3 separate regions of the Mus musculus genome follow, and regions 1 and 2 are each linked to region 3. The links are chromatin contacts, called in public ChIA-PET and promoter capture Hi-C maps. All regions are on one chromosome and are shown on one strand. Each heading gives the region's core, a stretch centred on a gene start, on an enhancer-like site or on the middle of the called end of the contact. The rest is flanking DNA. Distances are from core to core; before and after follow the strand shown. Region 1 overlaps Baz2b (bromodomain adjacent to zinc finger domain, 2B). Region 2 holds the start of Baz2b (bromodomain adjacent to zinc finger domain, 2B). Region 3 holds the start of Ly75 (lymphocyte antigen 75).

Region 1 (3,095 bases), core at 6-2,505, 360 kb after region 3:
GATTTTTGGCAAATTAAAAATAAGGACTGTAGTTATAAAAATAAAAGTTTGTTTTGTGAGTTTGAACTGAAAGTGTTGGTGTGGTGTTATTAAAAATGCTATAGTTACTTTTATTTACTCATTTTCCTTGTACAACGTGTGGCCATTCTAGCATAGACTTGAGAGAATACCAATTCCCCTGTCAGGATTTTACATCTTAATAATAACAGCAGCAGCAGATGTTACAGTAGATCTTGGCTACTTTTTTTTTTTTGCTATAATAAATTACCTTGACTAGAGTCACTTAAGAGAGAAAAGAGGGGCTGGAGAAATGGCTCAGCAGTTAAGAGCACAGACTGCTCTTCCAGAGGTCCTGAGTTCAATTCCCAGCAACCACATGGTGGCCCCCAATCATCTGTAATGGGATCTGATGCCCTCTTCTGGTGTGTCTGAAAACAGCTACAGTGTACTCATATAAATACAATACATAAATCTTAGAAGAAGAGAGAGAAAGGAGAAGGATCCATGGTGTGTGGGGAACCTAGGGGGAGGAGCTTGAAGCAGTGTGCTTGTAGTCAAGAAACAGAAAATAGCTCACTTCCTCTTTTCTACTCAAGTACAATATTAGTTTAAGATGCATAAATAAGAGTACACACACCTAAGATGTTCCCAAGAATATAAGACATGTACTGGCTACTTTTTGTGTCACCTTGACATAAACTAGAGACATCTGCAAGGAGGGAGCCTCAGTTGGAGGACAGTTGCCTCCGATAGATTGGCCTTCAGTTGAGAAAATGCGCCTACTAGAGTGCCTTGTGGGTAAGATTGTGCGAGTTCTGCCCCTTTGTTTTTTGTTTTGTTTTATTTGATTAATGGTTGATGTGTGTGGACCCATTCCACTTGGGGCTGTGCTACCCCTGGTCAGGTGGTCTTGTGTGGTCTAAGAAGCAGGCTGAGCAGTTCAGGGGGTGAATGCTAGAAGAAAGCAGTCCTCCAAGGCCTCTGCTTCAGTTCCTGCCTTGAGTTCCTGTTCTGACTCCCCTCAATGATAGACTGTGATCTAGATTTGTAAGGCAAAATAAACCCTTGACTCCCTGAGTTAGGTTTAGTCAGGATGTTCTATAGCATTACAAACCCAGCTCTACTCATATAAGGGTCCAGATTGTTAGACATATTTATCCAAGTTCATGATTGTAGTCAGATAAAACATGCCCAGTGCAGTGACGGTTGGGGAACTGACTTCTTCCTGTTTTCTGTTGTCACTGTACCGAGGATGTGGGCACAGAGACCTTCCTCTTGGGTAGTCAGATAAACGCTGAGTTTTGAGGGACAGTGAAGAATCTGACGTGTGGGTGTAAGGCAGGGGAGGGAACACAGGCCAATGCAATAGGGCTTAAGGTAAGGTTTTGGGAATGGAGTGAATGAGCTGGTAGGTGACTCCAGCTGTGGTCGTAGTCTGCTTGGAGAATACGCAGTTTTGAGAAGCTGAGGGCATAACTTAGTGAGTTCAGCGTGCACTTGGCCCTGGGCTCAGTGCCCTGCAGTGTGGAAAGGAAAATCACAAGAGCCCCAGCCCAAGAAGCTTGTGGTTCTTTCGTGACTATGGGGAGGAGTAAGGTTGTACCATCACAACGAGTCTGTACCAAAGATGAGGAGAAGAGGGGTGTGAGATGACCAGTCAGGCAAGAACAAAACTGGAGAGAGTGACGTGATACTGACAGCACCAGATGGCTGCAGTAGATGGAGAGAATTTGATTCATTTTGGTAAGGTTTGGTTGTGCTTAGATCAGACGCATCCACATTAGTAAACTTTAGTGTGTGAACGGATTCTGCCGCTATTTTTCGACTACTGTGGTATAAACTTTCCTGCGAAATAGTCTGCTTACCCTAAGGCTTAAACTAGAAAGTGTGACAAGGGAGAGATTTGACTACCTTACAGGTCTCATTTTAAAGTTTTATCTGTTTTGATTCACTCTTTTCAGCTATGGAGCTTAGCAATAAGTAAATGTGTAATATTCACAAAAAGAACTAAGAAAAAGGGTTTTTGCTCCATATTAATCCCTAGTATTTATGAAACTTCGGGAAAAGTTAAGAATCATACTCTGCCCTAAAAAGCAAAACAAGGAAAAACCAGTAGTTTAATTGAAGCTCTTACCTTACTGTCTAGGAAAAAGCAAAACAAAACAAAACAGATTATTTTTCTGGTTCTCTCCCCAAAGTAGTAGCTTTTCCTGAATGGTGAAGCTTGAATCCATTTGATGAAAGGTGTACATTTCATTGAAAATTCCTTATTTCTGTCTAGAGTTCAGCTTTTCTATGAATTTATTCAGCCTCAAGTTTTCTCGGGTTCTTGTATCATCAGGTTTATGTGTTTAGCGAAAAATGTAAATTCTGCAGCCATTCTGTCTATACCTTAAGATATCAGCTCTGTGTCCTCCAACCTCTCCATCCAAGACGATTACTGAGAAAGTTGGAACCTGCTATTCACCCATATGCCCTCAAGTCTTTGCTGATAAATGTGTATTCTCATTTTTTACTGATGTCTCTTCAAGTTTCTTAATACTATTGAATAATTCACTGAGTCTCTCTCTCTCTCTCTCTCTGTATGTGTGAGCGCGCACACACAAGTTCCATGTGTACGCATATGTGTTTGTGTTTCTTACCTATGCCATTTTTAATTTGTTCTGGATAACTTATGTGAGAATCAAGAATTACGAATGTATGGTAGGGCCTTGAGGTGGTGGTCTGAGCCTTTAATCCCAGAGGAGGCACTGGGATTACAGGATAGCCAGGGTTATGCAGAGGAACCCTGCCCAGAAAAACAAACAAACACACAAACAAACAAACAGATGCTGTGGTAGGCCAAGACGTCCATTCATTACTAGAGGAAAGTTTAAACGTAAGCCGGGAGGAAATTGTCTCGGCACTCTGCTGTTGATTATTAAACAATGATAGTGCCGGCCAACAACATGAATGAGCTGCTTTTCAAAATACATCTGGTCCTTTAGTGGGAAATTGTTAAATGTCCTTGTCATTTTGTGATTCTCTTTGTTAACGGGGATTGAGAAGAAAGCTCTAGAGCTGATGATCATTTATGTACTTTTGCACTATTCTGA
Region 2 (2,728 bases), core at 133-2,632, 260 kb after region 3:
TAATGAGCAGCCGTCTTTTCAGATGCCCCTATTAGACAGCAGCATCGCCGCCCTTCCCCCACGCTCCTGCCTCGCAATCATTGTACTTGCACTTATTATGTTACAAATGACCGAGGTAAGGCTGACATTCTCAGAGCATGCAAAAAGACCTAGTCTGCCAGCTTTTTTTTCCTTCCTAATGAAGCAGCTTTGTGAAATCTCCCCATGTGTTAATACTAATGAAGATCCTCCAGCACAATTAAAATCACAGCCAGTGGCTGAGGAGGAAACATAAAACAATAGCATCTTTTAGGATACATCTAGCCACATATGCACGCATAAAATAATACATGGGCAAATCATTCTCTGAGAACTACATTTTTACTTGGTCTTCATTCTGAAAACTAAATTATCTAATTTGTAATTACACAAACTTCAAGAGTTTATTGTGTTCTTAATAAACACCTTAATATATATATATTTTAAATGACCTTTTTGTCTTCGTGGGTAATAACGTGTACCTAGGTTAAGGGGTTTTTTTTTTTTTTTTAACTCGTTTTTAGGAGACTGCGGGTACACTGTTGGAGGGAACGGGGTGTTCTTTGCCTTTAGTTTAACTTGATTGGTTGAAGGGAATTGGGGAGTGGAAGGTTAAAAATTGAGACAGCCAGCTGACATTCTGGGGCTCTGATGGAGCACAGCACGTTTAGTTGGTAATGGGCTATTAGTCTTTTAAAGTGTTTAGTTCTTACAGTTTAACTAGCTTTTTTTTTTTTCTTAACCGAAACTAGAAAAAAAAATGAGATTACGGCTTACAGATTATACAAATAACTGTAAAAGAACTTAGTGTTTATTCATTTGAATATTATTGATTCACACCATGAACATCACAAGCATTTAAATTCGTCCATGGAAAAGCATTAGTAGTTTACCTTGAGATCGCCTTGCGCCCTGCTTTTTAAAGCCCTAGCATGCACAAATTCTTGGCATATTAATTTAGCGTGTAGACTCCAACACAATTCCTAGTTTACAAACATAAAAGTTGGTGGAGATGGCTTATCTGTGTTCCCTAACAGTCCGTTTAAGTTTTTTTTTTTTTAAATTAAGTATTCAGTTCTGTCCCCCCCTCCCCGCCCCCCGAAAAGCAAAACAAAACATGTAAGTTTCTTAACTTTTTCTTGGGACGAGGAGCGGTGCAAACTCAAAGATACAGTATTCTTGGAATGAAGAAGCAGCCCCCTCCCTTGGCTCCTTTTAGAGCTGATAGGTCATTTATTATTGGAACTGAAATGGTATAAACAATTCTCTCGCTCTTTTTTCCCTTGTTAACAGCAACTTTCATTGTTAGAGAGAGGAGAGAGAGAGAAGCCTTGTTGGTTGACGTCACTTGGTTCATGAAGCCTTCGCCTAGAAGTGAAGCTGCTGAACAAACCTTGAGAAGAATCATCTCCTGCTTCAATCTGCTGCTGGATAGGAACTAATCAGAGAGCGAGCGGCGGAAGACGGGGACGGAGGGAGCCAGGGCTTTCGCGATCACGGATCTCACCTCCACTCCAACTCCCTAGACTTTCTGGCAGGAATTAGAAGAGAAATAAGGAGGCGGTGGGGATTCCGAAAAGCTTAACCCGCACCCGGGAAGGGCGAAAATCCCTTCCCCCGCAACTCAGTTCGAAAGTGAAGGTGAGTTTGAGAGCCGGGGTGCGGGGGTGCGGGCGAGGTGGGTTCCGGGCGGAGAGCGGCGGCTGCGGGCTGGAGCCCTCCCGAGGCGCCCGCCGCTGTTTACCCGCGCCGCCCGGTGTGGCTCTTTGTTGTGCGGCTGCGACGCAGCGGTGGCTCTGGGGTCCCGACTAGAGTCCCGGGCGGAGGGCGCGGGGCGCGGGGCCCTGGTACCGGGCGGGGTGTGTGTGTGGGGGGTGCGGGCTCCGCGGAACGGAAACTTTGCTGGGAGTGCGGGCGCGGGCGGGCGGGCGAGCGAGCGGCCGGGCGGGCCTCGTCCCTCCATTGTGCCCGCCGCCCTCGCCGCCGGCCTCGCGGCGTCCTCCAGCCCGGCCCGCTGCGGCGCCCCGCGGGGCAGCTCCCGAGGCGCCGGGCCCTGGCCGCCCCCGCCTCCGCCCGGGGCCCGCAGCCTCGCTCCCGCCGAACCGCGCCAGGCCGCTGGGGCTCCGGAGCCGGGTGGGGGTGGGGCCGCGGCCCCGGGCGGCGGGTACCGGGCGGCTCGGCTCCGGGAGGGCTCCGGGCGTCCTGGGGCCGCGGCGGCCTGGCGGGCTGGGCTCCGGGTCCTCGGGCTCCGCGTCCTCCCTCCCCCGCGACGCCCCGCTCCCCTCCCCTAAAGTAGTTCCGCGAACCCCAGAATTGGGATCGGGAAAGGCTAGGAAGTGTGCCGGGACTCGGAGCCGGCCCCGCGGGGTGGGGGCTGGCTCCTCTTCCCCTCTCCTCCGTGTTTATCTTTTGTGTGTTGTTTCCTTGTGAAGCGAGAAGCAGCTGCAGTCCGTGGCCGAGTTGTTGAAATTTATCCCTTTGTGTATATTACAATATCCTCCATTTTTCCCCCTGCCCTCTAAACAACAAGCGTTTCGCCATCTTGGGCAATTTTTATTCCCAAGTCTGTCTGTCTCTTTTAATTTTTAAGGAAGGGAAAGGAGCCATAGAAATGAAAAAAAGTGTGCCTGGATAAGGCTCAAAGTTAGGAACGGTTCAGGGGGCCATGTGACGTCATGTAAACTTTTATCAAGAAAATTTCCCCAAAGTG
Region 3 (2,989 bases), core at 21-2,520:
TCTCTCTCTCTCTCTCTCTCTCTCTCTCTCTCTCTCTCTCCCTCTGTCCCTCCATCCCTCTCTCTCTCTCTCTCTCTCTCTCTCTCTCTCTCTCTCTCTCTCTCTCTCTCCTACTATCAGTCACACTGGATCTCCAAGCTCACTTTGCATTCTTTGCCTCTGTTTTACTCCCCCATCCCCAAACCCCGGCCATCTCTCCAGTTCCGGTTGAGCAGTTACCTTTCTGGATGCTCTGTCTGATCCTCCTGTGCACTTTGCCCAAGTTATTGTGTAGGCTTCAACTCTTCCATAAGGCCAGAAGGCAATCGAGGCGTGCCTCTTTACTATGCTAAGTGCTCTGTGTAGCCACTAAACACAAAGGCCAAAGCATGGGAGGAGAAGTATGGTACCAGGATGAGTTTAGAACCACCTGGGCAGTTGGAACTTGGAAAGTAGACCTAGACAAATCCTGAGGATAATAGCCACCTTTGAGGAACAGGGATGAGAGCTATCTCAAGTACCCTATACTCAATAAATATTTCAAAAAATTTTCACTTCTAGGCAAGTTAGTTAGTTTGGAACTTGTCCTATTTGTGGTAGCGTTGTCCAAGGGACAGAATAAATGGGCTTGAATTTCAGATTCTGGGTGCAGACTTCCACATTTCAAATAGATTGTTACTACTAGATTATTAATGGGGGGAAAAAAAGAACTCTGCAAAGGTCCAATAGTTAAATCTCCTTAAAAGTAGTACAATTGCTGGAATAACTGTCACGTTTAATATGGGTTGACAATTTCAGGTCAACCCCCCAACGTTCCTTTACTCCACCTTTACTCATACTTCCAAAATGACTATGATGTTGTTAAGCACAACTGAGGTCACCGCATATCCAAGTGTGCACTCCCCACCCCCACCCCCCCACCCCGCGGTCCATAGTGACCCCACGTGGTTGTGTGCACATTTCCAACCAGCCAAGGTCCGAAGCCCTAGCTCACCGCCTTGTCTCTCTACAAGGAAGGACAAATGCTACACTGACAGAGCCGCACTTCCCCAAATTTGCTTAAGAAGATGGGGAGTGGACTCCCAAACCCTGTGGTTGTCCTGTGCACTCCTCCCGCCTTCTGGAGGTCCCGAGCCTTCGCAGAGGTCTGCCTTGGGTGGGTGGGGACTCCTGCAAAGCCTCCGCTGGGCCCGGGACCCAAAGCGGAGCTCTGATTGGCCGAGCGCGGCGGAGGCGGGGTCTGCGCGCCTCAGAGGTTGCCCCAGAGGCGTGGTGAGGCCGGCGGGGCTCACCGCTGAAGCCGGTGCGGGCAGGAGAGGCTTGGGACTGGAGATGCGGACGGGCCGGGTGACCCCGGGCCTGGCGGCGGGGCTACTCCTGCTGTTGCTGCGGTCCTTCGGGCTTGTGGAGCCTTCTGAGAGCTCAGGTAACCGGGCGACCTCGACGCTGCTGCTCTGAGCATTTGCCTCCTTCGGGTCGGGTCGCGATCGCTTTGCTCTCTGTGTCTCTGGAGCAGACAAGTAGGGAGGTCTGGCCTAGGAGAGCAGCGGGCAAGGCCATGTGGTGCGGAGGGACCCTCTGCCTAGAAGAGGCCCACAGCTCTTTCCCAGAGACTTTTCTGCCCCTTGGTCCTCCACTGTCCCCTGAAATCATGCTTTCCTGAGGTTCACCACCTCCTTTTACATCCCTGTCGCCCCTTGGTCGTCTTGGAACCTCCGGGACAATGATGAGCCTTCACCCAACACCACAAGGACTCCCAGCCATCACGACTTTACTGTGCCCACTTAACGCAAGGAAAAGGAAATCAGGTTCAACCATTGTCCCCAGAAGTCAGCCAGGAAGGAGTATTAGGATGCCCTTCCCAGTCCCCATGAGCAGAGGCTCATCTAATCTGGTTATTATTTCCAAATGCTCCCCAACTCAGCTGGCCCCTAACAGAAGTGCAGGTCACTTCCTGTCAGTGGGGAAAGGATGCCTTCTGTAAAGCTCACGTAGTGCCAGCAGCACCATCCCACTTAGCAGTTAGAGTTTTGCTTTTACTTTCTCTTTTTGCTTCAACGAAAGGTGTGCCAAGGACCTTTTTATTTAACTGGACTATATAAATGGCAGCCTATAGGCTGCAAACATTCACCAGCTACTTCTGCTATCTCACCGGTGTGAAGAAGGAAAAGGTGGTCAAGATGTGTTTTAGGAAGTTCTGAGTGTGCCTCTGGCTTTCTTTGGAGCTACGCTTACTTACTTTCTGATGTAGATGGTGTCCAGAGTTATGGAAAGAGTGCTCTGCAAGACTAGGTGTCATCAACCTACCCTTTAATGAGTCCTGTCTTGACCGACTCTTCTCAATGGTCCTTTGACCTTCTGCACTGGAACAACCAAAGGAAGTAATATAGTAGAATCTTTTAGTGATATGAGAGCTCAATTCTGTCTGTTGCATAATCCGAGGAGAAAACTCTACCTGCAGCAGTTTACAGCAGAGAGCATGCTAACTTCCAATCACTTCTCTCTTGGTTTCTACCTACATCTGGGAGTCCTGTTTTGCTTCCTTCACAAATTTTAAGATTCCCTTAATATCCAAATGTCCCTGTTGGTTTTTTGTTTGTTTGTTTGTTTGTTTGTCATCAACCTGACACAAGCTACTGTCATCTGGTAGAGGAACCTTGATTGGGAAAATTCTTCCATCAGATTGGCCTATAGGCAAGTCTGTAGAGGGCCCAGCAGACTGTGGGCGAGGCCACCCAGGGACAGGTGGGCCTGGATGGTCTAAGAAAGCAGACTGGCCAAGCCATGGGAAGCAAGGCAATCCTCTATGGCCTCTGTTTCCGTTCCTGCCTTGAGTTTCTGCCCTAACTTCTTGATGACAGAGTCTGCTGTGAAACTGTAAATTGAAGCAAACTCTCTCCTCCTCAAGCTGCTTTGGGTTGTGGTGTTTATCACAGCAATGGGAACTCTGACTGAAGCACCACAGTCTCCACAGACCCCATCCTGTCTCAGGGACCCAAAGCAGAGAATG

The links. ChIA-PET counts read pairs in DNA pulled down with a chosen protein or histone mark. Capture Hi-C pulls out chosen DNA fragments and counts their contacts.
Region 1: an RNA polymerase II ChIA-PET map of memory CD8 T cells shows a contact between it and region 3, with 55 read pairs. The contact joins the enhancer-like site here to the promoter of Ly75 in region 3. A contact is called at or near these places in 1 of 39 promoter capture datasets (liver), 3 of 115 datasets of contacts at active chromatin or transcription factors (effector CD8 T cells, embryonic stem cells and memory CD8 T cells) and 2 of 9 other capture datasets (macrophages and pancreatic islet).
Region 2: a contact with region 3 is called in a promoter capture Hi-C map of liver. The contact joins the promoter of Baz2b here to the promoter of Ly75 in region 3. A contact is called at or near these places in 1 of 484 Hi-C or Micro-C datasets (embryonic stem cells), 3 of 115 datasets of contacts at active chromatin or transcription factors (effector CD8 T cells, memory CD8 T cells and neural tube) and 2 of 9 other capture datasets (adipose tissue and liver).

The regions. Positions count from the first base shown.
Region 1 is chr2:60,017,496-60,020,590 of GRCm38.p6, reverse strand. The region is part of intron 2 of Baz2b (bromodomain adjacent to zinc finger domain, 2B); the gene reads left to right. Among named protein-coding and RNA genes, the nearest start is that of Gm13572, 18 kb to the left of the region's middle. Within about 2 kb of position 1,255, at least 140 of the 459 cell types and tissues checked have an H3K27ac peak or open chromatin away from gene starts, as enhancers often do. A contact at or near this core is called in effector CD8 T cells, macrophages and memory CD8 T cells, where this site is marked.
Region 2 is chr2:60,124,394-60,127,121 of GRCm38.p6, reverse strand. Baz2b (bromodomain adjacent to zinc finger domain, 2B) reads left to right here and starts at 1,382. Exons shown (of 36, transcript NM_001001182.3): 1 at 1,382-1,659.
Region 3 is chr2:60,381,554-60,384,542 of GRCm38.p6, reverse strand. Ly75 (lymphocyte antigen 75) reads left to right here and starts at 1,270. Exons shown (of 35, transcript NM_013825.4): 1 at 1,270-1,405. The coding sequence starts at 1,312.